5 separate regions of the Mus musculus genome follow, and all the other regions are linked to region 4. A link is a contact called in public Hi-C, HiChIP or PLAC-seq and promoter capture Hi-C data. All regions are on one chromosome and are shown on one strand. The core of a region is the stretch at or near the end of the contact, and the rest is flanking DNA. Distances in the headings are between cores, read along the strand shown. Region 1 has its middle 64 kb from the start of Gm34675. Region 2 overlaps Gm39242 (a long non-coding RNA gene). Region 3 holds the start of Nob1 (NIN1/RPN12 binding protein 1 homolog). Region 4 holds the start of 4922502B01Rik (RIKEN cDNA 4922502B01 gene). Region 5 has its middle 150 kb from the start of Gm39242.

Region 1 (5,039 bases), core at 1,724-4,223, 1.0 Mb before region 4:
GCACTCCTCCACATAATTATTTGCACAAGTTAACTTTTTTTTTCTTGGCTTTATTCATTTTTTTAATTTTGTTTATACCTCTCAATAGAGCAGAGTAAATATATTGTATAGACTATGTTTGTATTATTTCAAAAATATTAGTTCCTTAGAGATAATGTTTGGGAAAATGTATATCTTTAGTTGACTTATCTCTGACTGAAAAAGAGAAAGAGAGAAAGAATGAAAGAAAGAGAGAAAGAAAGAAAGAAAGAAAGAGGGGAAAAGCCCCCCCCAAAAAAAAACAAAAACAAAAAAATCGGAGAACATTTTGGTTTTTACAAACTGACATTAATAACAGATCAATATCTTCCTTCCAGGGAGTACAATTATTTACTATGTAACTGCACTGAAAATATTAAAAAGAATTAGTTCTAAAGTGTCAAAAGTCAAGCTTAACAAATTTAAAAGCAATGAAATGAAAACTCAGTTAAGCACAAAAGCACCCTTTTGAATTTCATGAAAAGCTATGCCAAGAACTGAAGAATCCGGGGTCTGTGACTCTAGTATTTGGTTTATTAGGTCCAGCGCTTGCCTTCAAAGGGGGAGTACAGCCGCGTAGCAGCTAAGGATTTAGAGGAATTCTGAGAATTTGAAAGCCTTTTTCCCCCCAAAATGGATTCCGTGTGCACTTGAGCCATAAACACTGATTTGGGATCTTTTACTCAATCGTTTGCCGCTGGCTGCGTCTCTACCTTTAGATAACTATGAAATTCCAAGTCAGGAAAGGTAGAGAACTCGAGGAGACATGGGACCAAGCAGACATTAACCATATTAGGAGTGGAAGAGTTGGAGATCTCTGCAGAAGTGAGGGCGGTGGGCAGGTGTGAGGCCCCAGCCTTTGGAGTGACTATTTGCTCAAATATCAAGTTTTTTTTTTTTTTTTTTTTTTTTTTCAGTTGTTTTCAAGTAACCTTGGGCATTGTGTCTCTGGTTGCAAGTTTCAGGAGCATCAGGACAGCCAGGTTTTCAGGGCGCTTGGTAACAGAGGCTGCATGAAGAGGGGAGCATTATGAAGTGCCCCCTCCCCTGAGGGGCTAGGGAGGGGGAAGCACAGAGCCTAGAGGGAGCTGGGACTTGCCACTAGAGCAGACATGGTTGGTGTCCATCAGGGATAAGCCCTATCTTGATTTGGGATTTAAATAAGTTATTTTAGACCTGTGCTTGAATTAAAAATAAAAATAAAAATAACACCCCCCTCCAGGAAAAAAAAAAAAAAAACAGAGTTCACTTTGTAATATGAAAATCAAATTCCATTTACGGTCAGGATTACTGATAAAATCTGTCCACTTCTGTGGACCCTCCAAAACCTGCATCCTGTCACCGGATGTACATAAAACCTGGTCCTAAGGTTAGGGCGGGAATCAGTAAGGCTCCCGAGAGACCTGGTTTTGACATAGGAGATTCCTTGTCTCCAAAACCAGAATAATAGTCAAAGAAAGAGAATTGTAGAAGGCTCAGAGAAAGGAAGTCTGAATGTGGAACAAAATAAATGAAGTAGGACTTCATTTAAACGGGGTTACTACTTTCTTTTTTTTTTTTTATTAGTTCTGATTACACAGTTTTCTTCCTTCCTTCCTTTTCTTCCCCTCTCTCCCTGTTTAATTTAAAGGCAATTGGGTGGCATGGGGCTCACTTTGTAAGTATGAAAATACGGTAGTATACCAGCAGATGTACGGGAGGAGGGATGGGGCACACACCCTCATTACAAAGATCACTGGATTTTTACACAAAGAACAAATCTGTACGTCCTACATTGTCATTAGGATGGAAAGATTTCTTTTTCTTTTCTTTTTATCATTTCAATATAAAAAAAAAAAAGGCCCCCCTCTCGGGGCGAGGTTTCTGCTTTTGCAGTGTTGGATATGTTATTATTATAAAACGTGGTTATATTCTCTGCTTCTTGCGCTAACAATGGGGACAGGGGTAGGGGGTGGGTCGGAGGGGCCTGAAATGACAGAATGAGGGACACACAATAGCATGGCCGTGACTCTGAACAAATAAATAAAACATGTGAATCGCAGTCTCTGCTGTTCCTCCCTTCTTTCCCCCTCCCCCCCAACTGTGATTAAATTTGCTGTGGTCATTTCCCAAATGTCTGCCTGATTAAAAAAAAAAAAAAAAAAAAAAAAAGACCAAGATGAAGAAGACCAAGAAGCAGCAGAAGCAGGCTCAGCCCCAGCAGCACCCAGAGCTGTTTCTTACACACCGAGGACCCTTCCAGGGGCTGGCAATCTCCACTCCTGTCAATCACTCCTAAGGGCACAGACATGCGAGCCACTTTCGTTAGCGAAAATACTCCACATCTGATTGCTGTCTTCCTCCTACCCCCCAAAAGAGAAGAGGAAAAAGCCCTGTGAACCCTTGGACAACAACCCTGCCCCCTTAATAAACAACTACCCCTCAAATAGCCCCCAAAGTCCCACTGAAACCTTAGCTGCCTGCCTGGTGCTCCCTAACGGGTCTTCTATTCCTGTAACACCAAAGCAGCTTCCCGGCAACCTATTGGACGCATAGGAGGGAGAAAAGAATATATTTTAATAAATCGAGGATGGCGACGGGGTTGTGAAATGGGTTGTAGAGCCCTGTTCTTTAGTCCTAGAAAAAGATGAGGCTGTTGTGGGGTGGGGCAAGATTGAGGGGGGGTTGAGGGTAATATTGCGAGATAATAGCAACTATGTTAATATCCGGAATTTTCAATGTAGCATAAGTACATTTTGTTTTTCCTTTTAGCACGATTTATAATTAAAGATTTTAATCTGGCTTCACATTGAGTTAATAAGCCCTTTGATTGATTAGGATTCATAAAAATTGCCATTTCCCGCTGATGCTTTTGTGTTTCTGGGGATGCTCTTCTGAAAAGCCGGGTTAAGGTGAATAGGAAGCTGCCATTGTTCCGGCTGAGCTGGGCCAATTCTGGGAACTCCGAACTGCTGTACTCCGCTTGTCCTCGGCAGTATCTTGTTGTTCAGCCAAATTAATGCAGATAGGATCGGCTGGGCTCCAGTTTAGCCAGGTTTGGGGGGGGGGGGGGTAAGGGGGATTCTTCTTTTTAAAAATGTCACCAGGTGCTCTGTACACAGCTCTTTGCTTCTGTGTGGTGACCTGCGCTTTGGTTTATGCAAGTAAATAAATAAAAACTACAATGAAATCTCATCAAATTGATAAATAGAAATGTTAGGAACTGTTTCAAAGATAAAGGGAAGAAAATTACAAAGTAAATGCATACAGAGGCGACAAACCCTAGAATACTAAGCCCCAGATTTTCTTTACAAAATTCAACTTCAGAGGCTGTGTGAGCCGATAAATTACCCGTTTGCATTAATGGCCAATCCTGCAATATGTGGGAAGTGTCCTCCTTCAGCTAAAGGGATGTCTTAGAAATGTAAACACAAATGAATAAATAGGAGAGAGAGAGAGAGAGAGAGAGAGAGAGAGAGAGAGAGGGAGAGACGGGGAGGCAGCCAGGCGGTACGCTAATGCTATTTATCGAGTTAAATAATAGACCCTGCCATCCTTTCCTTCCAAAACCAAACCAAAATTAAGAGCCAAATCAAGAAACAATGATAAATTCTGAGAAAGGGGAGAAGAAAGACAGAGCATGTGAGCCAGGGCCTGTGATTTGAAACGTTCTGTCAGAGAGGCCCCCTTCTCTTCAGCTTATTGTACCCTGGATGTCGGTGAGGGGGGCGTACAGGAGAATTCCCGTCTGCCCACCCTCCCGTCGCTTATTTTTATCAGGGGAAGAAAAAGTGACTGTGTTCAGCTTCCGAAGGGCCTCACTGTGGGGACTGAACCACAGCAAATTCCCTTTGTGTTTCTGGTTCTGAAGGGGCCTGCTATTGTTGCTTGCAGAGACTCTTGAAAAGGCAGGAGGGGGAGTGGGGCCGTGGCAAGCGCCGCCCTCCCCCCCCCAATTTCAACTTGTTCCGGGATCAGTAGTCTCTCCTCCCCTGTCATCCACCCCGACTTCTCGGCATGACTATCATTTTTGTGTACTCTCATCACCATTCAAAAGGGGTCTGAATACAAACAGTTTAAGCGATCATGAGAAACACCGGAAACCGTGTCCAGAGAGCTAAGGGGGCTTGGGGAAGTGTCCCCCAGGTGGGCTGGCAGATGGCACTGGCCTGGCTCTTCTATGGCACCGTCACTCCAGGCCTCTGCCTAGTGTCAATCTGTTAACTTTAAAACCCCACCTTGCTGGCTCTGTTCTCAAAGACCTGATTCTGAAAAGCACTCTGGGTCCTGGCCACACTGGCACCACCCCTTGGATAGAGACTGGTCTTCCGTCCTCAACTCCTTTTCCCTCCATAAGATTGCTGTTTCTCCACAGTATGACCCACACCAGTCCAAGTGAGTCACCAAACGGGTGGAATGAAACCAGTTTGAGTTTCCAGTCAGACCACAGTGCCCCAACCTGCCGGAGGAGCCCGTGCTTGGCCATCACTGGTCTCATTCATTCCTGACCAGCAGGCATAATGGGTGAGCTTTTAAAGCTCACTAATGAAGAAAATTGACCCTAAGCAAAGGAAACCCGGTCCCTTAATACCACCCAGATTGGACATTAGTGCATTCCAATTTTTTTTTTTAAAGGAAAGAAAACAGTCTGACACATGCATTTGCAGCAACATGGAAATAAAACAAATTTAAAGCAAACTTTCCCCTCCCCCCCATCCCCCCCCCCCCCCAACTCAGGTCCCAGGGAATGACAGCAGAGAAGGAGCAATTCCTGGTGCAGTGTGCTCCATCAGTTAAAGGTACCTTTGAATGAATGTCAGCCCCTTTCTACCTTAGTGCCAGTCGATCGATGCTTCATTAGGACTGAATTGTCTTTTGCCCATGCAACCTTGAAAATAGTCCCTTTAATTACCTGTGAGGAAGTCAGGATCTCTCTCTCTCTCTCTCTCTCTCTCTCTCTCTCTCTCTCTCTCTCTCTCTCTCTCTCTCTCTTCCTTCCCTCCCAGTTTTCTTTGGCAGCAGAAGGGGAGGTGGGGGCTATG
Region 2 (5,434 bases), core at 2,875-5,374, 1.4 Mb before region 4:
CTTCTTCCATCCCCCACCCCAGCCGCCGCCTCCTCCCCTCCCCCCTCCCCTCTATCTAATTCCGTTCTTTCCAGGAAGGCCCAGATGTAACAAAAGGGAAGGTTTCTGATGATGAGCACTACAGCAGGGCTTCAGGGCCCATCCTATCACGAAAGAAAATAGGAAACATTTTCCTCCCTTTCTTTCTTTCTTTCTTTCTTTCTTTCTTTCTTTCTTTCTTTCTTTCTTTCTTCCTTCCTTCCTTCCTTCCTTTCTTTCTTTTTAATTTTGTGCCCTTTCAGACTTTGATAACCCCGGATGCTGTCACAGTGAAAAAACCCAAGCAGAAAGGTATCCTACAGCCAAAACTTTCTCCCCGAGAAAGTCAAATGGTAATAGGAAACATCACTTCACACTTAGAAGCTAAGAAGCAGCCACATCCTAGCAGCCTTGGAGATTCTACTCCGTGGGAGCAACTGGGCATTCTGGGGGGAATTCTGGGGTGGGACAGGACTTCCCTGACAAGAGGCTTTCGTGAAGTCTGTGGAGGACTTCGGTTTTGTTTCTTCTGCAATTGGTGTGCCAAGAGGTTGCACTGGTATCCCACGTTTTCTCCTCCAGGATGAAGATATTGCTGGCTCCAGTGATCTGACAGGCTTCGCACCCCAGGAAAGCTCAAAACAGACGGGCAACACAGAAATGTGCGCATCTAGTTACAGGCCAGGCAGGAGGGTTTGATGAACTCCTCTGTTGAAGAATGATGTTGGAGCCAGAGAGTCTATGTATGAATTCTCTGTCACACTCCACTCCTCCAAAGGCTAGAGTGGACCGACTCTAGCATCCTACATCTATTTCCACCCACTGACAAAGGTAGGACTCTCTCAGCTGTGGTGTTAAATGGTGAGGCTCTCTAATGTACCATGCACACTTCTTGTCTTGACTGGTCGTTCATAAAAGGAGGCAGGAGCCTGGGCTTAGGGTGTGGCTGGCAACAATTTACAAAGATTCCTCCCTGCGCTCTTTACCCACAGAGGCACAACCACTATGGAATGTAGCCTACTCAGGCTTTCCCATGGCAACGCTTACCCGAGGTAGTGCTTGAAAGGGACTTAGGTTTCTCCTTGGACAAACAATTAAGCAACCCTCTCAGGTTAGGGGATTGCAGAGACCATGACCCCACCTCAGCCAAAGTATGCTTGCTGGCATTTGCAAGCTTACTTAACCTTTGAAGTAAAGCAGACTTACTGGCAAGGCCGTTGTTTCAGTGGCGTGGTGGGGTTTGGTTTCAAAGTGAATACATGAATCTTTGACATCCGGTATTCCTTAAAGAGTGGCTGACGGCTCAAATTGTATAGTTTTCACAACCCAGCCATTCGTTCCTGAGGGCTGAAACCTCCCCTCGGACTGCTTCAACTCACATTGTGAGAGCTGGGCATTTGGATTCAGAGTCTAGTTCAAATTACAGTTTTGTCTCTCGACTGATGAGTTAGTTTATTTTCTCCGAGCTTCAGCCACCTGCCAGAGGTGACTCAAGGGAGCAAGGTCTTATTTCGGCTCCTGGTTTCCAGAATAGAGTCTGGTGTGTTGGGAAAGGCGTGAAGGAAAGACCCAGTCTGGGGCAGGGCCTCCAGCTGGGTCACCAAGGGTTTAAACCTGGGAGTCTGCTGGGAGCTTTTCACATCCAAACCATCTTACCTGGCTCCATGATAGGAAACGAATCATTGAAATTGAGCTTTAGCCCCTCCAACTCCCCAAAACAAAACAAGTTACACCACAAAAAAACAAAAACAACTAAAAAACGTACCTGGAGTCTGTTTTAAGGAAAGGAAAGCGTTACCTATCATCTGGAGAGATAAGGCACCTGGCAGAGTTGGTTGTAGTCACTGCGGTTGTGTGTGTGTGTGTGTGTGTGTGCTCGCGCGCGTGTGTGCATGTGAGGACGCCCTTGCTTGTTCATGGATGTGGATTTTGAACCCATAGACTCAGTTAACCTCAGACCAAAACTTCTGAAAAGTCAGGACTGAACATATGTAAGCTCTCTCCCAGACATCGCTGTTTTCTGTACTGTGTGGTGTAACGATGATGTTTTACTTAACATATACATTGTGTTAGGCATAAATCAATAAGTGAGAGTTGACCAAAAGTATCTGGGAGATGCACACACACTATGCACAGATAATAAATACAATATTAACACAATGAACTTGAGTTGCTTTGGATTTTGCTATTTTTAGGGATGAGGGGAGGCACACATATGCACATTACTAAGTGTGAACAAAATCATGACATCCCCCAAGCCAAGAGATGGCAGAATGACCTTTGTGGCCAGTGGTGGGTCAGAAAAGCCCCAAGCTTGTCTTGCTGGAAGCCGAAGATGCCCCCGAAGACATCCAGTCTACCAGGACCGTGAACTTCAATGACGGGACAGTAATTATCGTGACTAATTTGAAGATGATCAAAAGCAACCACCCTGTTTTTACACTAGCACTGTTGGTTTCTAAATACACAGTCTGTGAGTCAAAATTGAGCTTCAGTTTTGGCAGACTCTGGCTGCCAGTCTCCCTCAGTCCTTACCTGGCACAGCATCCTCCCTCCCCCTCCCCGCCCTTCCCAGCTGACATACTCTGCCTCCTACCCTAAAGTTTTTAGCCCAGGCCTGGTCTGGGCTTCCCGGTCTCCAGAATCTGACTCTTGTAAAACCATAGCCATTTTGGCTACTGATCCTTTTGGGGTTCTTGGCTTTTTGTTCTCTTGGCCCTTGGATTCTCTCTTCTCTCCCCCTTCCCCTCAGTCTCTCTCTCTCTCTTTCTGTTTCTAGGGCCCAGTTTAGTCTGGACTTTTCCTGACGTTTCTTGTCAGTGCTCTCCCTCATAGCTACAAAAAAAAAAACAAAAACAAAAAACAAAAAACAAAAAACAAAAAAAAAACAAAAAACAAAAAAACAAAAAAACAAAACAAAACCAAAACCCGAAAAAATCTTTCTTCTTAATCCAAACCAAGTGGAGCAATCATGTCTGTCTCCTTTCTTCCTTTCTTTCTTTCTTTCCTTCTTTCTTTCTTTCTTTTCTTTTCTTTCTTTCTTTCTTTCTTTCTTTCTTTCTTTCTTTCTTTCTTTCTTTCTTCTTTCTTTTAAATAAACTTATTCACTTTGGAAAACAAGTGGGGGATAGGGCTAAAGATAACGTAACATGCTCTTTAAATATACATTAACTTTCTTACTACGCTCCTTGGGTGTGGAGACTTGTTATTTTACATGTAGAGGAATTACAAATCATTCTATAGGGACATCAGGGCAGGGAATGCTGTTGCATATTAAGACTGCTGTTTGTGGATCCTTGCGAGGCTTTTCCTTAATGTGATGTAAAGGTTTGTAAGCTGTCATCTCTCTGCTTGTAGGCTGTGTTTTACATAAAATCCTTCAGCTTCATTGACGCCAACCTGGATGTCCTTATCATTGCTATTTACAGTCCTGGGGTAGTAGTGTTAAGCCCGAATGGCATTAATAAAATAATGAACCGCTAGAAATTTGGATGCTCGCAATCACTGGTACCACTCTTTTTTGACACAAATGGCCAGCCTTTCTGGAAATTTGTTTTGCTAAACCTTTTCTTCAAATTCTTCTCTTGCCCTTTGACCTTTAACTTCCTTTCCTTTCTTCCGGTGCCCTCGCTGGCTCCTGATGCACATCTTTTAATCTCCTCCCTCTTTTCTTTGCCTCCTTCCTGACTTCATTCTCCCAGTCCCTCACCTCTTCCTTCCCTTTGCCCTCTCCCTCCCCCTTTTTTCTCCGCTTCCCCTTCTCTTCTTGCCTCTCCGTTCTCTCCCCTCCCTCATCCTTTTTGCCCCTCCTCCCCCCTTTTTCTTCCCTTTCTCCTTCTCTTTTTTTGCTTCCTCCTTTTGGTCCCCCCCCCCTTTCTCTTGCCCCCCTGTTCCCTTTCTCTCTTTGTCATTTCTCTGTGTGAGACGCATTCTTCACAATACTCCATCTTCACTGCTCTGTAGTTAACTCTGGGATGATGGTGTGGAAATTGACCATTGCCTAGCAATCCCGTGTGCGGCTTCTGCCAGCGAACCTGCTCGGCCCAGTCACCCCCTTCCTAAGCTCCACAGCGCGCTCTGCCTTCCTCAGCCAGCGAGCAAGCACTTCCCAGCTCCCACTGTTTGTCGCAGTCCACCTCGACACTCCCGCATCTTCCCGGATGCTTCCTAGGGATCCTTTTGAAATTGTTGCTAGCCTTTTGTTCCAGGCGCGCTCTGAGCTCCTGGGTCAGGCAGCTCGCAGCCTCCCTGGGGCAGTGCTATGATGAATTTTGGCATGGCCAGGCTGTTTAACAACTCCATTGCAGAAGTGCCAGCTTCCTCCAAGACTGAAAGGAGCTGTGATGAGTTTTTCTTTTTTTACCCCCAAAGGCTCCACCAGGTTCCAAAAATACCAAAGATTCCCGCAGATCTCTAAATTATGTGGCAATTTTTTAGAGCCACACCTACCCACTAAAAGTGAATTTTTCTGTTGCAGGAAACACAGCTCCTCTGTGATCTTATTAGTCGAGGGCCGGGATGCTCCTGAGACACATGTTGTTGTAGTCAGTGATTTGTTATTTCAGATTTCAGGTCCTGTCCTTCTTCCCTCGTGAGTGATTATCAATCGCGTGTTTTTGCCTTTTTACAAGTCATAATTGCTATGAAAGATTCTGCCAATTAGTTTAATGTTTGTCTTTTCAGAAACGTTTAGAAGGTGTCCATACTGAGTATACATATTTTAAAAAAATTTTTTTTACTTTAGATTATTTGTGTGGGCGTTTTGCCTGCTTGTCCGTAAGTATACTACATCTGTACCTAGTGTCCTTAGAGACCAGAGAGAGGTTCCCTAGTGCTACAGTTACAGGCAGTGTGAGCTACCAAGTTGGGTGCTGGGAACTGAACCCAGACTCTCTGCAAGAGCAGTAAGTTCTCTTTACCATGGAGTTGTGCCTTTAGCCTCCATGATTCTCTTTTTTTGAGGGTTGAACCAGTTATTTTAGAACCAGTCTGTTTCTGCTTGCATGTGAAAAATTATTTAAATTAGGGTATGTGGCCATCCATTCATATCTGTGGCTTCTGTATTCGTGGGCTTCAACAGCATACAAAAAAATTAGGGAAAGAGTTGTATCTGCTATAGGCAGGTATAGACTGTTCTTGTCATAATTTTTGAAACAGTGCACTGCAGGATCTGTTCACACAGCAATCTACACATGAGTTAAATATACAGGGGGGTGGGCTGAGGGGGAACCTCGGTCTAAGGTAGAGAGCATATGTATGTATTGCCATTTTTGTTTACTTTTCCTCCCTCCCTCCCTCCCTGCTTCCCTCCCTCCCTTTCCCTTTTTTCCTTTTTTCTTTTTTTCCCTTTTTCCCCCTTTCCCCCTTTCCCCCCTTTTCCCTTTCCCTTTTCCTTTTCCTTCCTTCCTTTCTCTCT
Region 3 (5,527 bases), core at 1,012-3,511, 1.8 Mb before region 4:
TTGCGCTTGCTAGGAGAGTGCTCTACCACTGAGCTAAACTCCCAACCCCTAATGGTCAGTTTGTTAAAGATTTTAAGAACAGCACACTATACTTGATCCACAGTGAATGGCACCGGCTACTACAGTGTTTGAGACACTGTCAATAAACACACAATTTTCTCATATCAGAAAAGTGTCTTCTTATAATAACGGCGTGAGTGACAGACACACTGCTACATTTCCTATAAAAATTGGTATTAATAGCAGGGCGTGGCCGTACATATCTTTATTTTTATGCTTATGAATGGCTTTGATATGTATACATGCCAGTCTGTCCACCACGTGTATGCCTAGTGCCCTCAGTTCAGAAGAGGGTGTCAGATGCCCTGGAACTGGAGTTAACAGATGGCCGAGTTGCCATGTGGGTGTTGGGAAGTGAACCTCTGCTTTTCAGAAGAGCTCAGTCACCTCTCCAGTCCCAGAATGGTACATACCTCCTTTAATACTAGGATGTGGGAGGCAGATGTAGGCAATTCTGAGTTCAAGGCCAGCCTGGTCTATATGGAGAGTCCTGAGCAAGCTGGACATAAAGAGGAGAGACCCTGCCTCTGCCTCAAAACAAACAAGCTTCCTTGGGCACCCAGCAAATGTTCCCAGTATCTGTAGTAAGATTCACTTACTTGCCGGCCAGTGCTGGTGCATGCTTTTGGCCCCAGCGCTGGGGAGACAGAGGCAGGTGGTTTGAATTTGAGGACAGCCTGGCCTACAGAGTTCTAGGTCAGCCAGGGCTACACAGAGAAACCCTGTCTCAAAAAAACAAAAACAAAAACAAAAACAAAACAAAACAAAAACCCTTTTTTTTAAATGCATGTGAGTGCTTTGTTAGCATGTAGATTATATGTTGACCCATTTCCTCCCAACCGTATCCTATGAGGTACTACTAGTATTTTGGAAAGTTGAAGCCACTTGACAGAGACCCTGTAACTATCAAGTCGGAGGGAAAAGCTACAGAAACCACTGCAGAGCAGGTAGAGCCCTGACCACCATCTGCCTCAGTGACGCCTCCACTCCCTACTAACCTGGATTCCTGAAGAGGACGATGACCCCTAGGCAGCTATTTTTTTTTTTTTTCAGAACTAATGCAAGCCCTAAACACATCCCCTTTCCTTTTTAAAATTTGTTATTTTTGAGATGAGATCTCACTACATATATAGCCCTGGCTTGCTTGGAACCTCTGACTTCAGAGGGCTTGGACTAAAAACATGTGACATCACACTGGGCCCAATCCCCTTTTATTTTTAATATGACAGTCTCACTACCTAGCTCAGGCTGGCCTGGGACCCATGACCCTGAAACCTATCTCCCCGGGACGAAGACTGCACCACTGTCTATATCGTGTGCCTTTTTCTTTTCTTTCTTTATTTATTTTTGTTATTTTCGAGACAGGGTTTCTCTGTGTAGCCCTTGCTGTCCTGGAACTCACTCTGTAGACCAGGCTGGCCTCAAACTCAGAAGAAATCCGCCTGCCTCTGCTTCCCAAGTGCTGGAGTTAAAGGTGTGCGCCACCACGCCCAGCCTGCATGCCTTTTTCTGAGTTGAGGTTGCCTCCACTGGAAACTATAATCACCCTACACACAGGACCACAGATCTAGGTTCTCTATTTGTAATTCACCCAGAGCCTTCTGTATACTTGTAGAGCGCTCTCGCACTGAGTCTTAGGAGTCTACACAACTTTACCTCATGTGTCCAATTTGCTAGACACTTCTCCAAGAGGTATATCCGCATGGTCTTCAGTCCTCGCGGAGGGGAGGCAGATATTATTACTATTTTCACGATAAAGCTTAAAGCCTGTGATACACCGTGGAGCGCACGGCTGGCACTATTAAAGCCAGGCTGAACCGACTGTCTCTAAAACAAACGCTGCCTGCTACCGATCGGGGCGGGTCTGTCTGCCACAAGGCTGGGCCGGGGCACTCACTCACCCAGCCGCACGTACTCTGGGAGAGGCTCCTTGAACCGAAGCTGGTAGGGCAGCACTGCCAGCCGCCTGCGCGTGGCCTTGTCGCGAATCTCTCGCACCACCTCCCGGATGGTGTAGATGTTCTTCCCGATGTCCTGGGGACAGACCGGCCCAGTTATCCCGCTCGCCTGACCCCACACGCATCCCTGGAGGGCCTCAAGCCCAGGCCCCGCGGCGGGATCCCCAGTACCTGCAGAGGCGCGTCCCTCAAGAAAGCTCCGGCATCAGCCACAACGTGCTCCACCGGCGCCATGTTGGCTGTCAAGGACAGACCGCGCATGCGTATGGAGCCTGCGCCGTTCTTGGGTTTGCACAGTAGTCTTCCTCAGACCGGAGGAACAGCTGCTGCGATTTCGCGGCGCCCCCTAGCGGCCACCGGCCACCCCTTCAGGACTGCGCGCATACACAGCCGCGCCGCTTGCCCTGCCTGGGGGGCTATGTGCATGATTAAAGTTGAGGGACTCCTTAAGTAATCGTCCTCGGAATTCATAGAACTTTCTTTACTTTTAAAGGAAAAACCTGTAGATATGGCATATGGTTGAAAGTCAGTAGCTAGAAACAACAAATCACAACAAATCAGTAGGGTATATTCGATTTTACAAGCAAGGAAGCCAAGCTGACTTGGCCAGATAACCTCCGAACTGACTTGAAACCACTTTTTAAAATCCGTTGTGTTATACAGCCACGCAGTCCTACTTTATTTGAATATCTTGGGACAATGGCTGTATTACTTTATACCTTTGCCCCATCTCCCTAAGCAAGGCACATGATTTTCTAGAAAATCGAACAGAAGGGGTAGTAATGACTATTAATGACTTCCGATTTTCCTTTCAATTCTGGGATTAGGAGATCTGGGCTACTACATGCTGGCAACGCTGATCTGAGCCTTTAGCAACTGCTTTCATTTACTCATCTGTCCCGTATCAAAAACCCTTCAGTGCCGGGATGGTACCTTCGTCTGACTTAAATATTTTCTGCATCCCCAAACATCTTAAATTACACGGGGGGTGGGGTGGGGGAGCATTCCAGGTGCTCCTGTGGGGGCTGGAAGACAACCACAGGAGTCAGTTATCTCCTTCTGCTAAGAGACTGCTATGGGGGCCGGGCGTGGTGGCGCACGCCTTTAATCCCAGCACTGGGGAGGCAGAGGCAGGCGGATTTCTGAGTTCGAGGCCAGCCTGGTCTACAAAGTGAGGTCCAGGACAGCCAGGGCTACACAGAGAAACCCTGTCTCGAAAAACAAAACAAAAAAAAAAAAAAAAAAAAAAAAAAAAAGAGAGAGAGACTGCTATGGAATACAGGTTCTCAGGCTAGGCAGGTAAAGATGCAACTTGCTGCCTCTTCATAGCCCTGGCTGTCCTTGAACTCAGAGATCTGCCTCCTTCTACCTCTCTTGCTCTGGGATTAAAGTTGTGACCACCAAACCTAATCCCCAAATATTTTATATCACCAATCTTCCTACCCCTCAATCGCTCCAATCTCTAGCTTCCAACAGTGCTGCCTGTTCTGAAATAAGACCCCAGTTGAAGACTATCCAACTTTATGGAAAATTTTCTCAGTGTTTTGGAATCCTTTCTCAGCTAGCTCCACTCCTCTGCAGGAGCTGACACTGCCTACTGTAGCTTCTTTCAGGATTTAGCTGGTTTTGGTGATTCTTTGCCTTCTCCCTGGCTTCTCACTCTTCATCCAATTCTCTCCTTTTTGCCTTGCAAACACAGTACCTTCTACCTAACTTTTTGCACCTTCATCAATTCAAGTTCTTTTCTTCAGCAAATAGCAACTATCTGCCAGGTATTAATGGCCACAGTATACAAACTCTAATCATGTATATATGTGAGTTTTAAATCTGTGCGTCCGTGTGCGTGTGTGCACGTGCGAGTGTGCGTGCGTGTGTGTGTGTGTGTGTGTGTGTGTGTGTGTGTGTGTGTGTGTCTGTGTGTGCGCGTGCGCGTGCCACTCCCCGTGGGCTGAAGTCACAGGCACTTGTGATCCACCTAATCTAAGTGGTGGGAATCTAATTCTTTCTGGTCTGCTTTTAACAGGTAAGCCATCTGTCCAGCCCTAAAAGGGCTCTCTCGAAGCATTTATGTCGCTCTTGCTCTCTTGCTCTGCCCTCTTGCTCCTGCTCCCCCTCTCTTCCCATTTCCCTCCCCCCTCTCCCTCCACGTGCTCATGGCCGGCCTCTACTCCTTTCCCTCTCTCTCTTCCTTTCTTTCTCTGTCTCTACTTCCTCAACTACTCCCCTCCCCATGCCCTGAATAAAACCTATTCTAAAAAAAAAAAAAAAATCATGTATGTCCAATCCTTGTCCCAAGTCCACTCTTCCTAGGAAGTTCCATCTGAAATTTCCTAGCATCTACACTTGTTAGAGCTCCAATAATTATTATCTTAGAGTCTTTCTATATATCGCTGATGGACTTAAACTCAAGAGTTCTGCTTCAGTGCTGATATTACAGGCATATGCTACCACTTCCTAGTCCTATTTTATTTAACTTTATTTTATTTTTTAAGGCATTACCAACAAAAGCATTCAAGGTAGGCATCTCTGAGCCATCCTCCTCCCTTCCACTCACCAACAACCAATGTTCATTGCACTACAGAATGTCAACATCAATTCGAGATGTTTGTCTGCACCCTTCCACCTCTGCTCTCTCTCTCTCTCTCTCTCTTGGTTTTTCAAGACAGGGTTTCTCTGTATACCCCTGGCTGTCCTGAAACTCACTTTGTAGACCAGGCTGGCCTCGAACTCAGAAATCCACCTGCCTCTGCCTCCCAAGTGCTAGGATTAAAGGCGTGTGCCACCACCGCCCGGCTTCAGTTTTCTAAATCAAATTTTTATCTCTTTCCCCGATTTCTCTATCTGCAATGGACTTTCTACATTGACCTAAACAGTGAGTGAAGATACAGGAACCAGAGTCTAATAAAGAGATTTACACAAGTTGATGAAAGATTCTGGGGTTTCAACCCTAGAAGAAAAACTGACCTAAAGCTAGTCCTGGTGCCTCATGCAGACAGCCCCATCACTTTGGCTTGAAGGCAGGATCGCTGACATGTAGGGAGATTGAGAGTTCAGGGTCACTCTTGCTTACATATCTAGTTTAAGTCGAGCCTGGGCTACAAGTGATTCTGTCTCAGATAAATGACACAGAAGACTCTGATGTGGGTCAGTGATTCTGAAACTCAAGTGTGCATCAGAACCCCCTGTTGAGCTTGTACAAATGAGCTCACTGGGTCTCAGTTTCTGACATGGTAGGTATAGGCAGGACCTGAAAAGTGACATTTCTGGTGGCCCAGGGGATCTAAAATCACCTATTATACAGAGTTTAAGGCCTGCCTGGGCTACATGGGACCCTAACTCAAAGAAAACATAAAAGGACAAGGCTGGGTGTGGCTGTTCACGCACAGTATGCTTGTGATGTTGTCAATCAGAAGTGCCAGGTGGGAGGGTCACTGTGAGCCTGGACTACACTGTGACTTCCAGGTTAGCTAGGGCTAGAGAGAGACCCTGACTTTAAAAAATAAAACTAG
Region 4 (5,398 bases), core at 2,650-5,149:
TAAAAACTATAATTTGCATTTTTAAAAGTATGCTAATATATTAAAATCTGAGCAAGCTATTACCATCTGGGAAGCTGAACAGGAAGTCAGTAGCAGTCATTACAGATTTGTGAATAAGGTTTATGAAGAGTCTGGGGGTGAAAGAGACTATCCCTTTATGAATTATTTAGGTATGGATAACTGAACATAGTTAATGTCCTTACTATTTTGAGTAGAACTTCTTTTTTTAAGACTGACTTGGTCAGCGCCTTATCAGTGGGATCAAATGTTGACCATGTCTCAGTCCTGTGCCCTTCTCACAAACTAGGGTAGAACTCTTATCAGACCACAGATGTCACCAACATGACTGGCATATATATTCATTTGAGAGGAGTAAAGTAAATACCACATAAATGATCTGCAGTCGGAAGTCAGACTGAAGCTCATACCCACGTATGCCAGGGCAGCATTTACTCTATGTGCCTAGTTAATCTTTCTCACGATACCTTGTATAGCTAAGAAGTAAACATTTCCCTTTTCTTTTAACTCTCTCAAATACTAAACGATACACCAAAATAGCAACAATAGCAATAACAAAATTTACCATGTATTTAAGATGTGTTATTTACAGACTCTGCACCAAGTCCTTTACGTGCATTATTTCCAAATTTAACACCCACAATTCTGGCAATGGAGAAATAAGAGGTTAGAGGCTAGAATAATTAAGATTAAATAGAAATTTTCCAAAGAGCCTTAATTCTCCATTCTTTGTACTTTGCTATACTGTAACAACACTTACATGCCATGATAGCTGAAGAGTGTGTGTGTGTGTGTGTGTGTGTGTGTGTGTGTGTGTGTGTGTGTGTGTGTGTGTGTGATGGAAATTATGGAGATTGTAGGTGAAAAATCACAATTTATAACATAATTACAATTGGACCTGTTCTAGGCCAGCCTTAAGTAGAAAAGTTGTGCAGATATACAGATCAAATTTAGACTTTGTTCAGATAATTTAAACAAAAGATATAAATTTAACCCGTTTATCAAAGTACTTTGGACTATCCACCTGGCCAAGAAAATCAACAAAATCTTCCATCTAACTTCTTGCTTCACCCTCTGCTACCCCTTTGAAACCTGAGAAGTGGTACAAATATGTTACTAGCTCTGAATCCACCCAACAGACTCAGTCGCTGTCTGCCTACCTCTGTCTATCGTAAACATGCACTGAATGGAGACTCCTAATGCCAGCACTCCGAAATGTCAGAGAAGCCCAGAAGACATCATTACCCTGAGAACCAACCAGCACCGCAATTATCAGGCCTCCTTAAGCAGCGGATGATGCCGTCTGCTCTTTAGCAACGCACTCTTCGATAGCACCAAGATATTCCTTCTTCCACAAATACCTGGACCAGGAGGCAATCTACTGCATCCCAAAGGAGTAGCTGTGCTTTTGGCTTCTGGGCTGAAGACCACTGAGGGGGTAGGGGGGTAGGCACCGAGCCGCTGCTGCTGTTGCCGCTTTCCTCTGCCTCAGACCTACAAGGGCCCGCTCAGTGTTCATCTTGGTGAACCCTGATGGCTCTCTGGATCTGGAGCCCACACCTGGGACCAGTGGAGCAAAGATGGCTTCTGACAGCTTCCTGTGCTACCAAAAGCCTCGCAGTGGCTGAGTAGCCTCCTCTTCGTGGGTTCTCTCTTCTCCCCTCCCTTCCACATCCAAGCCCTTGTTTAGTCCCAGGTTCCATTAGAAATGCTATTTGGGCAGCAAATTTCACAGATTGGATCCATCTCAATGCTCTCATGCAAAGAAGGCACATCTGTCTGACTCTTCGTTTAAACTAAGGGGAAAAAAAAAATCAAAATACCAAAATGCCGTAGCCGCTCAGAGCTGTCTCCTAATGAACCTGTTTGTCCCATGAGCTGTAGTGAGGCGCTTGTCCTCGGTAAGAATTCTTTGTGCATATTAATATTATGCATGTTTTCCATGTGACTCCTCACTTGCCCTCACCCCATCCTTTGAATTCATTTAAATAAAAATAATTTATGTGGACATTCCTTCAGTCAGGATTTTCTCTTTCTCTTTCTTAAAGACATCCATAACACTCAGTTGATGCTTTGCATCCAAACCAAGTCGTTATGCCTTTGCATGTCATTAGAGCTTTATAAAGAACAACAGCGACATCTGCATGTGCCGAGGTGCCAGGAGATAGGAGAAAAAAAATACCGAAAACAAAACTCCACACTAGCTTGGAGGCTCTTTCTCCCCAGCAGCGCCTGCCACCACTGTGGATAGGAGTAATTGTACAGTGTAATCACATCATGTCTCATCTGAATATTCATAGCAGAGACAAAGCTTTGGAGGATAAGGGAGGAGTGGAGATAATTTAAATATAAGCCAGTGTCTCATTTCCAAATCAAGTTGTGCAGTTATGCCGTGCACCAGGATTCAATATTAAACCAACACCGTTTCACAGTTCGAAAATAGGACACGAAGAAGACGGAAGGGGCATGGTAAAGAAAGAGCGGTATTACATTCTCCTTCTTGGCTACGGACAAAACAAAAATGGACGGCAACAGAATAAAAAATCGTTAAAGTGATATTTGAAGAGTCACCAACAGTGGCTAACCAGCTGCTGGTTTACCAAGAATGAAATAGCCTATTGAGGGAACTTTAAAAGCCCTCAATTAATATGTTGAGCATGTATAAGATCCACAAAGAACTCACTGTATTTCCCACTTCCCCCCAGACATCCCCAGTACTCACAACTCCCCGAACCACCACCTTTCTTTTCTGTCAGGTGTGGGGTGGGGGAAAGATCAGAGCTACACAATAACTGGTTAACCTCTTCAAAACTGCGACAGCACCGGTCTTCACAATTAAAGGACAAAAACAAACACAAATAAAAAGGGTGACTTCATTAATGAGGGGATAAATTACCAATGACTTCTTCACTCTCTTTAGCTTATTACCCCCCAAACAAAACAAATATAATCCACATGTTAAAATCTCTTGTCTTCTTTCTTTGTTTTTGGTATGACGTTCTTTATTATGATTTTTTTTAAGTGTTGGTATTTGTAGAAGCTCCTGCCACTGTGTTCCCCAAAGAGCTACTAGTCTCAGCCCACTGGAGTTTATATTCCTTTAATTGTCTAGTGCAGGGACATTGCTGCCGATCTTAAAAATATACCGCTCTGCAGGAATTAGAGGAATCCAAGGTTGTATCCAACTTCAAAGGTTTCCAAGTCATAATGATTTTAGAAAGGCAGAAGACACATCATGGAAGGAACAAGCCCCCGTTTGAAGATAAGCATCATAGGGAATCTCTTTTTCCTTCCCTGTCTTCCCAACTTTGTGCTCCTCTCGGCTCTGGGTGCCCCCTCGCTAACGTAGTTTAATGATATGCAAATGAAATATGCATAAAACCATCCTACTGTATGATGATTAAACACTGGAGACATTAACAGCGGAGGCTTTACTCTGTATAATAATCCTTCCCGACCATCCACTTCGATTGCGGAGTTATGGAAACCCATAGCAGTTGGCAGAGAGAGGGGAAAGAGAGAAGGAAGAAGAGATGCAGGGGCACATCTCCCACTCGGTGCTTCTCCCACTCCCAAGGAGCTCCCCCAACCTTTGTACTGCACTAGTGCTGTCTTTTGTAATCCATCCATGCAGTCGCACCAGAGCGATTAACGGGGGGAAAAAACCTCTTTTCTCTTAATGTTTCAAAGCTCATTAGCCAAACGATTATTCCTCATTAACAGCGAAAGCTTATTCATTAAAAGGAAGGATATGCCCAAAAGATGCCAGCGCAGTTAATCCTGAGTCCCGTAACTGGACTGTAAATCCCAAACTACTTGTATATTCCATGCGAAAGGGGCACGCGCCAATCCACAATTAAAAGAAAAAAAAAAAAAGAAAAAGAACAAAAATGAAAACAGTTTGTGTGTTTTGTAAAATCCACAAGAGCAGCAATTAATATTCCCATTGAATTGACTTTAATTTTTGTGTGTGTGTCTCCCTTTTGTTTCCAGCGCCTGCCCCTGGCTCAGCGCCCGGTGCCAACAGAACACCTTCAGGATTCACAGCAACGCAGAAACCGTGAGTACCAGCCGCTTCCCTCAGACCCTTTTGCAGGATGTCTTTTTTTTTTTTTTTTTTCCTTAAGCACCTAAAACATAGAGACAAGGCTCTTTTCCCTTCTGCTCCTCAGCATCATGCCACCAGGGTTTGCCTGGTAGCCCCTTCCAAATCTCTCTGCCTTCAAGTTTGTACTTGTGTGTGTGGCATCCCTCCTCCTCCTCCTCCTCCTCCTCCTCCTCCTCCTCCTCCACTCCCATAGTGGATCTTGTAAAGGGGCTTCAGACGACCCCATTCATCTCCCCGGTGATAGCAGCGAATGTAGATAAATCTCTGGCTGCCTGCTTGCTGCTCCAGTATGATTTTTATTTTGTCTTCTGTGTGTACCTGGGTTAGAGAGTGGGATGCATACACACACACATACAAGTACATACTCAGATCTCCCAGTCTTTCCTCTGCCATCCTCTCCCACTTCTCAGACATGCATACACCACCCCACACACGTGTAAGTGCAAACCATATACACCTATATACGTACCCATACCTATAGCATGAAAATATATACATAGCTAAGCATTCAGTTTGTCAGAGAGTCTGTGTATTTGTATACACGCAGAGCCTTACACACATCTCTATATGCACTCGATGGTTGCCTGTTTTCACGTCTACCCATCTAGATAGCTCCTTTTAAACATTCCCTCTTTTCTCTCAGCAGAGGCTGTGTGCCATTTCCATCCAGGATTGGGAAAGCAGTATTCCTTCCTTAGAATTTCTATCTGTAGACCTTTATGTTTCCTTCTCTGCCTTCTTCGGAGCTATAAAATTGGCATCTTTCCCTGAGGTTTTCCGAATGGCAAGTGGTACCGGCTGTGGCATGCATTCATGCCGATTCCTCAGGCATTTCTCTTCCGATGTCTGCCTTTCCTCTTTGTTGTTGACTTGGCTGAACGGTGTGTTGTTGTTGTTGTTTTTTTAAGTTAATTATAAACGAAGTTGAGTAGCAAATAAGCCAGTAGCTTGCCCTCTCAAAAAAAAATTAATGAAAAAACAAAAATAGCCCACACAAGTGCCTTCTGCTGCAACAGATGCCCACATCACCCTTGGCATGGGCAACGGACAAACAGTTTGGGTGGTTGATGATTTTCTCTGACTGTCGCTGTATCTGTTGTTTGTTTTCCTTGTTTCTTTTTGATTTTTCAAGATGTCCAGGACCCCGGCCTCTGCTTGGAACGGAATGGTGTCATGGCGGAGACAACGGCCTTTGTCTTGCTGGGTGTGAAAACATCCGCCGTGCTGGCTCTTCCACTGCGGCAGAATCAAGTTTAAATGAAAAAAGTGATT
Region 5 (5,466 bases), core at 2,242-4,741, 1.3 Mb before region 4:
ACTGCTTTCCCAACCCCTGACCTACTGACTCCTTCTCAGGGATTCTCTGCCTAACTAGAAAGGGGTGTTTTCTTGGTATGTGCAAGGATCTGGCTTTGATCGGGGCAGTTTCCTTTTTTATTTGTGGTCCGTTTGTCTTCTTTTCCTTGTTCCACAGAGCCCATTGGTCAATGGAAGCCCAGCTAGCAATGATGGAATGTGACCATAACTCCAGGACAGGACATAGAAGGCTGAAATAGGTGGGTCATGAGTTCAAGGCCAGCCTGTGTGGCATAGTGAGATCTCATCACAAACCAAACCAAAATGGGCCTAGACCAACCCATGTAGTCTATACGGTGTCAGCTGAGAAACACAGAGTTCTTCCTCACTCCAGTCTTTCGGAGTTAGAATTCTTTTTTTTTTTTTTTTTTTTTTTTTTTGAATTAAGAGGTCTAAGAGCAAGGAGCGAACTGTGAGACTGTGAGCAACCCACAGGACTGGAGAAGTTGTTTTATATGAAAGACTTAAGAGACTGTCAGTTCTTGTATTCGTAAATATATTTAAGGAGAAGTGTGTTTAGATGCCATCTTTACTCATTTATTCTTCAAACTGTAATACAGCACATTTTGGGTTGCAGTATATGGCATTTTATAGCTAATGATGCATTCATTCTAGAGCGAATTTTATTTCTAAGCCCTAATTTAATAGAATTAAACTCTAAGCTGAATTGGTTTTATGAGATAAAACTCTGAAGTTGATAACTGCATTTAGGAATAGTTCAGGTATTGAGTTTCTAATTTGCTTTCTGAGCAAGGCAATCCCTCAGATAATCAATATTGACTACCTTTAATTGGTAGGAAAGGCTCTCGCTGCGTTTTTCTATCTTCTGCCCATGGGCTCTGATTGGTCACAGCTGGTATGATTTTGGACTTGACGTTGGATGTTTATCTTATACAAGTTGACTAGGGTGCATTCACTTCTGTCCCAACAGTAATGCAATAATGGTGCATGCTCTCTCTCTCTCTCTCTCTCTCTCTCTCTCTCTCTCTCTCTCTCTCTCTCTCTCCCTCCCTCCCTCCCTCCCCCCTCTCTTTCTCACACACACAAACACACACACACATACACACACACTCTCTCTCTCTCTCTCTCTCTCTCTCTCTCTCTCTCTCATATACCTTCTAGTGTTTCTGGGCTCTGTGGAGTGGGAGGGCAGGCTGATCAAGACCTATCAGGAACTGCTGAAGAGTGGGTGTGTACCTGATTGGGGCCTGATAGTGTCAATCATTCCTAATACTGTCTGGAAACTGCACTCTTGTTAATTGGTAAATAAAGTATTCACAGATGCTACTGACATTTGGAAATGGGTTTCTCTAAATCTGTTAGTAATCAGATGCTGGCTTATTTTGGCATAAAAATTTATTTTTGGTGTGTGAATGTTTGCGTGTGTGTGTGTGTGTGTGTGTGTGTGTGTGGTGTGTATGCTGAGAGTATATATCTCTGTGTGCCTGTGTGTTTGTGTGTGTGTCTCTGTGTGTTTGTGTGTATGAGTGTTGTGTGGGAGTGTCTGTGTGTTTGTGTGTGTGTCTGTGTGTATATGAGTGTTGTGTGGGAGTGTCTGTGTGTGTGAGTGTGTGTCTTTGTGAGTGACTGTGTGCCTGTGTGAGTGACTGTGTGTCTGTGTTTGTATTTGCGTGTATGAGTGTGTGTCTTGTGTGTGTGTGTGTGTGTGTGTGTGTGTATGAGTGTATCTGTCTGTCCTATGTGAGTGTGTATGTCTGTGTGTGTATGTGTGAGTGTCTGTGAGTGTGTCTCTGTGTGTGTGTGTACATGAACAAAAGGTGTCATCTTCTATTACTTTAAACCCGTTTCTCTTGAGATAGGGTCAAAAGACTCTGGAGTTTACAGTTTCTGCTGGCTGATGGCCAGAAGCCCCAGCAATCCTCCTGCCTCTGCACACACAGTGCTGATTTTATGTAAAGCGAATTCATCGCCCGCTTATCTTCTCATAGGTGCTGGAGGTTGAACTCAGGTCCTCACACTGTGCATCAAGCATTCTATGGCTCCGCATAATCCCTCTGGTGCTAGGAGTATATTTTAAGTGTGAATTAGAAAAGAAAAACAAAACCAGAATAAAACTGAGACGACAGACAGCTCAGGGAGCAAAAGACTTCCTGCTACGAGCATGAGAACCTGAATTCCTTGGCCCAGAACTCTCACAAAAAGCAGTGAGCTTGTTTAGTGTGCCTGGAATCCCAGCGCTGGGGAGGGAGACACAGTGGATCCCGGGGCTCTCTGGCCAGCCAGTCTCGTGACCGAGGAAGACTCTTCATGTTGACCCTCCGGCTGCCACATACAGGTGCGCAGATGTCCATGTGCCCCGATACCCAAGCGCATAGAAACACACAGACGTATACACATACACAAACCACATCTGCATCCGCAAAGGTATGCAAGCAAGTGTGTGGGTTTGTTCTCAGAGTGGAGTCCTCTGCTAATCATGTCCTTGTTCCAAATTTTCTAAGAAAGCATTTCTTTCTTGCCAACACGAGATGGAGGGTGTTACTTAGAGGAAAATATCTTAGGAAACCTTGGGATGTCTGGATATTACATTTTCCCCAGAAGTGAGACTACTTCTTTCTCATGATCTCCTTTTCCTTATCAAGATAGGTATTTTATATAACATACTCTCTTAGAGAACACACAAAATAAAAGTAAACTGTAGTCTTGCCACCTATATTTCGTCACAGTTAACTTTAAAGATTGTATCATTCTCCTTCTGCCCATATGTATAGATATGTGCACCCAGTTATGCACACACACACTCATGTACATGTACACACACAACACAAACACACACAGATATACAGACACAGACATACACACACACACACACAAATACACCTTAGTTTCAGTCTATGTAACCACCATGAAAATTCAAGATCGTGTTGGAAATATTTGCCCATGCCATTAAATACCTTTACAGTAGGATTTTTATTGGCACTATTGTGTAGATGGATGATAATTTATTTAACAGATTTCCATGTTATTAGGCATTTATTTTCTCCCCAAATTCTTAATGTCTCAAACAGCTCCATGATAGATGGCCCTGAACATAAATTCCATAAGTGGTTTTTAATGCAGGACTGTTTTATATGTATGGAAAATCTTGCCCCCAAGCTTCCCCTCCCCCACATTTTTTAATGCTTTCCCCCCCCCCCATGCGCTCTGACTTCTCTGGGCTTTTATTTTTCCATTTCAAAAATTTTTTCAGCGTGATGATGAAATGTTTTACCCACCCAGGTTATTTATGAAGTTCAGTTTAGTTCTATGCTCTAGTAAATTCTCAGCTCTTTTACATTTTCTAGAGATGAATAAATCCGAGCGCTTCATTTTTTGACCTATAAATTTGCATTCATTTTAAGGTATAGATGAGAAAGGTGAAGAAATTCAAGACTCAAGGGGAGATTAGCTGCTTGTTTCAAGTTGTCTACGCTGTTCTTCCTCCTTTGCAAAGATCGACACAGCGTTGGTGGCTCTGCCATCTGCTCCTGTGGCCACCCACCTGCCACACCCTTGCTGTATGTGACTCAGCGAAGTTGGCTTCCTCTTTGAGAGTTCAGAAGGTCCACTGAATGTGACCCCCCAGCCCGGAAGGCTGGAGAAGCAAATCATGGGCCTGGCATATTTCAATGCAAGTAAATTACATTCTGTCAGCCTCATTGCCTTGAATTTCACGGCAAATGTGGGACATTGAACGGCTGGCATTTGACAATCAAGAGAGAGGGAGAGAGAGAGACAGAAGAAAAAAACAAACGCTAACGCCTTATTAATGCAAACAATCTCCGATCCAAATGGCTGTGGGCGAGGAGGGGCTGCTATTTCCATGGAGGCAACTGCTGTTTTTCTTTCTGTTGATGCTAATTTCTCAGAAAAATTTAAGGTACTTTGTGTTTCTAGTTTTTGTTCCACATTGGATTTGAAACATGTGTGCCTTCCCTGGGGGTGGGAAACCACATTTGGTTTTTTTTGGGGGGGGGGGGTTCTAGTAATTAAGGGATTCAGGGGGGGCTGCTTCTATTTACTAGCCTCTGTGTGTCGTAGCTTGCCCAGTAACCTCAAGAGTCTGCATCTTGGTGCATCTTTAGCTGCAGCAGGCAGATGGCTTCTCTGTGGTCAAACTCCCGGGGGGGGGACACAAAAGAAACAAACCTCCCCACCCCCCCAAACCAACTCATTGAAAAAGCCAGGTACCAAAACATCGCAGCGGCATTTCAATGTTGTAGACAAGGGAGAGGTCTTGTCTTGACGTCTAATAGTATGAGAATTTCTTGGTTTTGACATGTATGTGCACACATGCTATGGCCCGTGTGTGGTCAAGAGGGCCAGTTTCAGGAGACAACTCTCTGCTTCTGCTGTGGGTTCCAGTCACTGAACTAAGGGATTCAGACTCGGAGACAAGTGTCCTTACTTGTTGAGTCCCCTTACCTACTCCCTCCACTAGGCAGCTGCCTCTAATTTTCTGTGCAGCCAAGGGAGGCTTCCCTGATCTTTTTTGATCCTGTTTCTACCTCCTGGGTGCTAGAATTACAGGTGCAAGCTATCCTGTCTCATTTGTGCAGTGTCGGGAATCAAACTCAGGGCTTCCTGGGGTCTAGGGCAGCAACTCCACCCATGAAGCTCCACCCCTCAGTTCCTACTACCCTTTCCTGAAGACACAAAGCTTGACCTACCCATTCATGTAATGGTAAAAACAGAACCCAAAACAGGTCTACAACTGTAATATAAAACAGAAATTAAAGGTAAGTGGTTTACAGTGACACATCTACTTCAATTTGGAAATGCTAGGATGGCCAGCATTGTGTGTCTTTGGTTGCGTGTAGACTCCCTATGAACTGGGCATGTGCAGTTTCAGACTGAGGATGTGTAGCTGTTGCAGTAGGGGCCTGGCTTCATTAAGCTGTATTGTGGTTTACCATCCCTGCCTAGATTTACCCATTGTCATTAGCGATATGAATTGCCGTCCCGTCACAGTGAGTGCCAGAGTTACCCAACTCTAAGAGATGAAAGGAAACATGGATGATAGTGGCATGAGAAGAAATTCGAGGGATGCAGACCCGTAGTTGTGAGTGACGCAAGGCTTCAGAAATAGTTTAGCTCAAACAGACCAAGTACAGAATTACTACCACGCTGTCAATTTCAAGAGCAAGATGTGTCGGGAGAGTCTGTGTTCATGTTTTGATACAATGGTGAGCACTGCTTATTATAATCTTCCAGGACTTCATCTTACAAATGCATGCACACAAACAGACAGACAGACAGACAGACAAACCAAAACTCAAAAAAAGCCAAAAAAAAAAAAAATCAAGTGGAATTTTTAAAAACATCTTTTTCTTTTTCTTCCTTTGAGATAGGAGCTTACCATGTAGTCGAGGTTGGCCTTGAGTTCTCAGTCTTCCTGCCTGGACACCCCAAGTGCTAGATTATTGA

Evidence for each region. Promoter capture Hi-C pulls out the DNA fragments that hold promoters and counts their contacts. A called contact is a pair of places that touch in the nucleus more often than the background predicts. HiChIP or PLAC-seq counts read pairs in DNA pulled down with a chosen protein or histone mark.
Region 1: a contact with region 4 is called in an H3K4me3 HiChIP or PLAC-seq map of embryonic forebrain, with 10 times the contacts expected there. The contact joins the enhancer-like site here to the promoter of 4922502B01Rik in region 4. A contact is called at or near these places in 6 of 39 promoter capture datasets (the 3T3-L1 cell line, the C10 cell line, cranial neural crest and 2 more), 5 of 484 Hi-C or Micro-C datasets (cerebellar granule neurons, cerebellum and cortical neurons) and 4 of 115 datasets of contacts at active chromatin or transcription factors (astrocytes, embryonic forebrain, forebrain and 1 more).
Region 2: a Hi-C map of ganglionic eminence shows a contact between it and region 4, with 4 times the contacts expected there. The contact joins the enhancer-like site here to the promoter of 4922502B01Rik in region 4. A contact is called at or near these places in 14 of 39 promoter capture datasets (the 3T3-L1 cell line, 3T3-L1-derived adipocytes, the C10 cell line and 9 more), 4 of 484 Hi-C or Micro-C datasets (cerebellar granule neurons, cortical neurons and ganglionic eminence), 7 of 115 datasets of contacts at active chromatin or transcription factors (astrocytes, embryonic basal ganglia, embryonic forebrain and 4 more) and 1 of 9 other capture datasets (embryonic stem cells).
Region 3: a contact with region 4 is called in a promoter capture Hi-C map of hippocampal neurons, with 4 times the contacts expected there. The contact joins the promoter of Nob1 here to the promoter of 4922502B01Rik in region 4. A contact is called at or near these places in 2 of 39 promoter capture datasets (cranial neural crest and hippocampal neurons) and 2 of 115 datasets of contacts at active chromatin or transcription factors (astrocytes and embryonic forebrain).
Region 5: a promoter capture Hi-C map of hippocampal neurons shows a contact between it and region 4, with 16 times the contacts expected there. The contact joins the enhancer-like site here to the promoter of 4922502B01Rik in region 4. A contact is called at or near these places in 14 of 39 promoter capture datasets (the 3T3-L1 cell line, the C10 cell line, HPC-7-derived erythroid cells and 9 more) and 2 of 115 datasets of contacts at active chromatin or transcription factors (astrocytes and embryonic forebrain).

The regions. Positions count from the first base shown.
Region 1 is chr8:108,242,833-108,247,871 of GRCm38.p6, forward strand. No RefSeq gene overlaps it. Among named protein-coding and RNA genes, the nearest start is that of Gm34675, 64 kb to the right of the region's middle. RefSeq lists an enhancer at 991-3,999. Within about 2 kb of position 2,974, at least 21 of the 459 cell types and tissues checked have an H3K27ac peak or open chromatin away from gene starts, as enhancers often do. A contact at or near this core is called in embryonic forebrain, where this site is marked.
Region 2 is chr8:107,820,642-107,826,075 of GRCm38.p6, forward strand. The region is part of intron 2 of Gm39242 (a long non-coding RNA gene); the gene reads right to left. Gm42040 (a long non-coding RNA gene) reads left to right here. Exons shown (of 3, transcript XR_879157.1): 2 at 601-849; 3 at 2,214-2,649. Among named protein-coding and RNA genes, the nearest start is that of Gm39242, 11 kb to the right of the region's middle. Within about 2 kb of position 4,125, at least 43 of the 459 cell types and tissues checked have an H3K27ac peak or open chromatin away from gene starts, as enhancers often do. A contact at or near this core is called in astrocytes, embryonic stem cells, ganglionic eminence and 1 more, where this site is marked.
Region 3 is chr8:107,422,777-107,428,303 of GRCm38.p6, forward strand. Nob1 (NIN1/RPN12 binding protein 1 homolog) reads right to left here and starts at 2,262. Exons shown (of 9, transcript NM_026277.3): 1 at 2,190-2,262; 2 at 1,962-2,094. The coding sequence starts at 2,252.
Region 4 is chr8:109,245,846-109,251,243 of GRCm38.p6, forward strand. 4922502B01Rik (RIKEN cDNA 4922502B01 gene) reads right to left here and starts at 3,900. Exons shown (of 5, transcript NR_151498.1): 1 at 2,915-3,900. It overlaps D030068K23Rik (RIKEN cDNA D030068K23 gene), which reads left to right. Exons shown (of 10, transcript NR_126329.1): 9 at 4,012-4,078; 10 at 5,259-5,398.
Region 5 is chr8:107,977,145-107,982,610 of GRCm38.p6, forward strand. No RefSeq gene overlaps it. Among named protein-coding and RNA genes, the nearest start is that of Gm39242, 150 kb to the left of the region's middle. Within about 2 kb of position 3,492, at least 28 of the 459 cell types and tissues checked have an H3K27ac peak or open chromatin away from gene starts, as enhancers often do. A contact at or near this core is called in hippocampal neurons, where this site is marked.